Regions from separate parts of the Arachis hypogaea genome. Here region 2 is linked to region 1. A link is a contact called in public Hi-C data. All regions are on one chromosome and are shown on one strand. The core of a region is the stretch at or near the end of the contact, and the rest is flanking DNA. Distances in the headings are between cores, read along the strand shown.

Region 1 (2,900 bases), core at 282-2,781:
TCTGGATGAGTATGACATGTCCAACTGGAAAATTATCTTCTTTCCTATAAGTTTCAAGACAACAATCGGTATAACTTTTTAAAATGTATGTATATCATTCACTTGGTTTAAATTTATTTAAATTTATTGGTTGATATGAGACTATTTTTAAATTAAGTATTGAATAGACTCAACTCAAACTTAACCGAAAAAAATTAAGTGAGTTTTCTGGTGGTCAAGTATCCCATGACTAACCATGACTAGGTGTTGACCATTCAATCCGAACTTGACACTTGGCATAGATGTTTAGAAGAGGATCTTTTAACCAACTCCTTAATAACTATATTGATTGTGTTAGTTGATTAAAGTGTTGAGGTTGGTGAAAAAAGAATAGACGACTACGTTAAGGAGATTTATAAAAGGGTTGAGAGAATGGAAGCTGGAGATCGAAGATAGAGAAGGATGGAAAAAACGGAAGTAGAAAAGTTGTTGAAGAAGAGATCGAGGTAGAGAAGAGAGGGGAAAGAGGAGAGAAAAGAAGGGATGAGTTTGATGAAAAAGTTTTGGGAGAGGTTAAGGTGGGTGAGAGAGGTGTGGAGAGAGAATGGAGGAGAGGAGGGACATGAGAAAGTTGTCATCGAGGGAGAGGAGGAGAGAGAAGGCAGATCAGAAGTTAAACGAAGAAAGGAGAAGGGACTAAAGAGAAAAAAGAGAATGATGTGGGATATGTTGGGGTAGGTGATAGAGGTCCAATTGTATTAAGGAACAAAATCAGTTAGGCTATTAGGATTGTTTAGAATATGTTAATTGAGTTAGTTGGCATTCAAGAATTTAAGAATATATCTTGTTAGCTATACTGAGTGAACTATAGCTATATATATCAATTGTACCTTAACTTGTATAGTAACCAAAAAGCTGATAGCAATAATACACAATTCTATTTTACCATTCATTTCTTAAGGTCTCTCTTAAACCTTCTCTGCTTTCTAACTCACACAGTGAACCTTCTAGGATTTTGTTATAGTATCAAGAGTCATTTTTTTGCTCACCTATCACCATAGAAAGTTTTCTATTTGATTCATCAAACTAGAGGTCATTCTCACCCATTACAAATAAATTGAATGAAACAATTATTCCACATAGAGGTATTAAACATTGTTCACTATGGGTGGCATGAGTATCCAAATCCGTGGGTACCCATCCCACCCCTACCCGGTTGGGACGAGTTTAAACCTGACCTGGAGCGAGACGGGTTTCAATCGAGATGGGTAGTTGAGCGGGGTGGGGCAGGGTCGGGTTCAGGGTGAACCCGTCCCCAGAATGCATATATGTGTGTGTGTGTGTGCGCACGCGCATGTGTGCGTGTGTGTATATAATTTTAAGAATTAGGGTTCCCTAATCCCTCATACCCTCACCGCCACTCACCTTCAGAAACCCAACCCTCAACCAAAGTCACCTCTTCTCCAAAGACCATAGCCAAGCTCAGCTGCACCACTCGCCATCATAATTCATCACCGTCGCTGCGCCAGACCCTCACCGCCGCTCACCTTCAGTTGCCAACCCTCAACAAAAATCACCTCTTCTCTAACGACTACAGCTAAGCTTAGCTGCGCCACTCACCATCACAGATCAAACGTTATTGTGCCACCGAGCCTGTTGCCATCGTTGCGCTACCGAACCCCTTGCCGAGCCACCGTAACTGCATTGCTGAATCCCTCGCCGAGTGAATCCATCGTTGAGTCATCATCGCTGCACTGTCGAGTCCATTGCCGTCCCTGCGGTTTTCCTTTCTTCTAACTGTTGCAGCTTCCTAGTAAGTTCCCCCTCATCCTTTGTCTCTCTCTCACGTTATGAATATGTGAAAAAATCTACACTTTATAGTGAATTTGTGAATCTGAATGTTTGAATTTACATATGTGAGTTTATTTATCTGAATGTATGAATCTAAATGTGTGAATTTGTGAATCAGAATGTGTGAATTTGTATTTTTGTTTATATATGTGTTATTACATGTATATCGTTCTTCTCTATTCTTATATAAGAACATTATTACATTTCCATTGTTAGGTGAATTTTCTTCAACGTGAGGGCTTGTGTGTTACACTTGGTTATAATAATGCTTATGTTGATCTTCATACCTTTGTATCTTGCATTAAAGTTGAGGGTGATTTCTATAAGTTGGAATGTTCTCTTACTCAAGTATATTAGATATTAACTAAGATTGGTTTTTATTGGATTAGGCATTATGTGGCTGAATGTGAATTGGAGCCTGAATTCTCAATTAGGGAAGGAAATGATTTGCACCGTCCTTAAAGGATATGACAAGACAATATCACAAGTTAAAATCATGTATATCTTTCTTCTTAAACAGCTTATATGTAGTTTTGTTGCTGAGCATGAGACTTGTGTATTTTTATTCTTCATCTTGATTATATAACTTTGATTTTGGTCTAATCTTAGAGTGAATTTAAAATTTGTATAGACTATAATCCATTATCTCATTTAATGTATTTTTAATTTTTTAGTGACAACCTTTTTGCATAATCCATTATCTCTTTTTTTTTTTTGAATTCGTATTGGCTATAAAAAAATAAATAAATTGATTATCTCTTTTTGATTTTTAGATTTGACTCTTGACCTTCAAACCTTTAATGATGATGAAGATGTAGAAAGTGATCAAGAATAAGGATTGAAGACTCTTTTATATTTAATGATGTAATTTTTTTATGGTGTTAAATTTGTATTGATCAAACATTAACTTTTTTTAATTTCAAGTTATTTGACATTGTATGAATCTTATATTGTATTTTAATTTAGGTATGAATTTTAAGTTTTTATCTTAATTTATATATGAATATGTAAAAATTAAAATATTATTTAATTTTTATAGGTACAGGTAAGGGCGAGGCGGGTACTCGCTG
Region 2 (2,900 bases), core at 103-2,602, 40 kb after region 1:
TAATATATATAGAAAGATGGAATAAAAAAGATAATAGATCAGAAAATATATACAAGTCAATAGTTCAAAAAGAACATGTCTCCACAAAAAATATATGACAAGAAGAAGAAAAAAAATTCTAACAAAAATCGAAAATAAAAAGAGAACAAACGTCGTATAAAAAGACTAAGTCCATTCATTGAAACAAATGCAAAAATAAAAAACAACAAATAATGATATAATTTTGTACAATTTTAATATTAAAAATTTTTGTATTACAAAATATTTTAAATAAAAACACACCAAAATTTAATATTAGTTTGTATATATATTAATTAATTTTTAAACAATATAATACTTATTAAAATATACTATATATCATCACTAATTTATTACTCTGCACATCACACGGATCTCACTTTAGTTATCCATAATTTTATAATATAATCTTATTTAACTTCTATTTTTTTTTTGTTAGACTAAAAACTAACCAACTACGAATCTAAATTCCAATAAACTGACTATTTGTTTAAATGGACAAATCAATATATTATTCGACTAATTTAAATTGATTATTTGACTTTTATTATGAAATATCTAATGTCTTTCAACTAAAATTTGAATAAATAATTTAAGAAACTGAGACGATCTTTTACTTTTATCAATTTAGACATTATTAAAAAAAACGAGTAATTTTATTTAAAAAAAATTTAACTCTTCTTTAACATTTTCGTTAAATTTATGATTGGAATATTAATAATGAATACAATTTTCAAAGTAATTTTTAAAAAATTTTTAGTAGAATATTTTAATTCTCAACAAATTTTAATAATTAAATCAGTATTTGAATTTTTATTTATTAGACAAATTGATTCTCATATTAAATTATTCGTCTATATAAAAGGGTTAATCTAAAAATTTTAAAAAAAATTTAAAAACTATTATATCTTTATCAAAGAATAATTCGTCTACATTTTTATGAGATTGAAAATATTACTTAATTCTACATTAGTTTATGAATATTTCAATGGATAAACTAATTTGTCCCAAAATTTAAAATTTGCCATGCTCAAGCATGATTGATCACTTAGCAAAAATTAACAAAAATATACTTTATTATTTTATTATTGACAAAAATATTTTAAAATTTTTTATTAATTAAAATATTCTCAAATAATTTAAAAAATAACAAAATTATTTCGCTGTGATAAAAAATTTAGTCATTTTTAATTGCGATTTAATATTTTTATTATATTTTTAAATAATTTAAAAATATTTTATTAATAACAAAATTTAAAAATATTTTTATGAACGGGGCAAGATAATTCAAGTATACTTTTTTGGTTTATCCTTGATTTTTTAGATCTTAATTATTTTTAAAATTTTATTTCAATCAGTACAAAACACAATGGTCTTCTTTCTTGCTATTCTCTCCTCTTTCTCTCAACTGCGTTTTCGAATATTCCATCAAAGCCAAAAAAAAAAAAAAAAAAACATAAATCAGAGAAGAAAGAAAGAAAGGAAAAGAAAGAAAGAAAGAAAGAAAGGAGGAGAGAGAACACAGGAGCAGTGTGGCCATGGCGGATCAGCAGAATTTGCCAGAAGGAACGGTGCAGAACATTCTAGAACAAGAAACTCTCAAATGGGTCTTCGTTGGTGGCAAAGGTGGCGTTGGCAAAACCACATGCAGCTCAATACTCTCGATTCTTCTCGCCACTGTTCGCGACTCTGTTCTCATAATCTCCACCGACCCAGCTCACAATCTCAGCGATGCTTTTCAACAGCGATTCACAAAGACTCCAACTTTGGTCAATGGCTTCACCAATCTCTATGCTATGGTACCAATTAGAGCTTCCCAATTTTAGTGCTTTATGCCTTATTCGTGTGTGGTTTTCCTTTTTCGGACTCGATTATCATGCTGTTAGGTCAAATTTCTGAAATTGAGTCGAAGCTGAATGAATCAATGGCCCTGGGAATGGGGACTTGTGTGAAGAGAATTTGCAACTTGCAAGAGGAGTTGCTTATGCTCCCTGAATTGAGATCTGTAGAAGAAAGCTTGTTGGTTTTGATTGTTTATCCAAGCAAAACACATACTTTATGTATTGTTTGTTGCTGCTGCTGTTATTTTCTATTTTGGAACTGGTGGTTTTGTGGATTTATAGTGGTTGTGCCTTTTATAGGTGTGTATGAGATATGCAATGTTCGCAATGTTCATGCTTTTTAGGTTGTTGCAGTGGTTTTCCTGTCTAGTAAAGGATTCAATTTTCACTTTTTATTGTTCAGAGAGAGATTGGTGATATAAGAAGAACATTTGAAGCTTAGTTTTGTGTATGATCTATTGTGTAGCCATGTTGTTACTTGTTAGGTTAGGTATTAATAGTTTTTTGTATGAGTGTAGAAAAGCAAAGCCTTTTTCCTTTGGGGGTATAGCTATGATGATTCTGTTGTCATCCATGAGTCAATTATTTATCTGAATGATTAACTATTTCTCTTTTACTAATTCAGGTTACATGATTTGTCTCTCTTGGACCTTTTATTAATTACTGAGTGCTTCACACTTGAATCATTATTTGTTTGAGTTTTTTTTTTGTTATCCAAAATGATCCTATTTTTATTTCATTCATCTTGGTGTTAGTTTTATCTTAATTGTTTTCCATTGTAGGAAGTGGATCCCACTGTTGAGCATGAGGATGTGGGCACTTCTGAAGGGATGGACGGTCTGGTCTCGGAGCTAGCAGGTGCAATACCTGGGATTGATGAGGCGATGAGCTTTGCTGAGATGTTGAAGTAAGAATGATGTCATCTTTTTTTTTATTTAACTACGAAAATATGACTTGATATTATGTCTACTATCGAATTATTATGATTGATATTTTTGATGTCATGCGTGTAATGTTTATGACGGTAGAATCAATTAGTTG

Evidence for each region. Hi-C and Micro-C count contacts between places; a contact is called where the count stands out from the background.
Region 2: a Hi-C map of leaf shows a contact between it and region 1, with 4 times the contacts expected there. The contact joins the promoter of LOC112797398 here to the enhancer-like site in region 1. A contact is called at or near these places in 3 of 8 Hi-C or Micro-C datasets (leaf and an unstated tissue).

The regions. Positions count from the first base shown.
Region 1 is chr4:114,674,895-114,677,794 of arahy.Tifrunner.gnm2.J5K5, forward strand. No RefSeq gene overlaps it. Among protein-coding and RNA genes, the nearest start is that of LOC112797395, 14 kb to the right of the region's middle. Within about 2 kb of position 1,532, at least 1 of the 3 cell types and tissues checked has open chromatin away from gene starts, as enhancers often do.
Region 2 is chr4:114,715,040-114,717,939 of arahy.Tifrunner.gnm2.J5K5, forward strand. It overlaps LOC112797398 (ATPase GET3A), which reads left to right and starts at 1,353. Exons shown (of 7, transcript XM_025840311.3): 1 at 1,353-1,817; 2 at 2,642-2,766. The coding sequence starts at 1,557.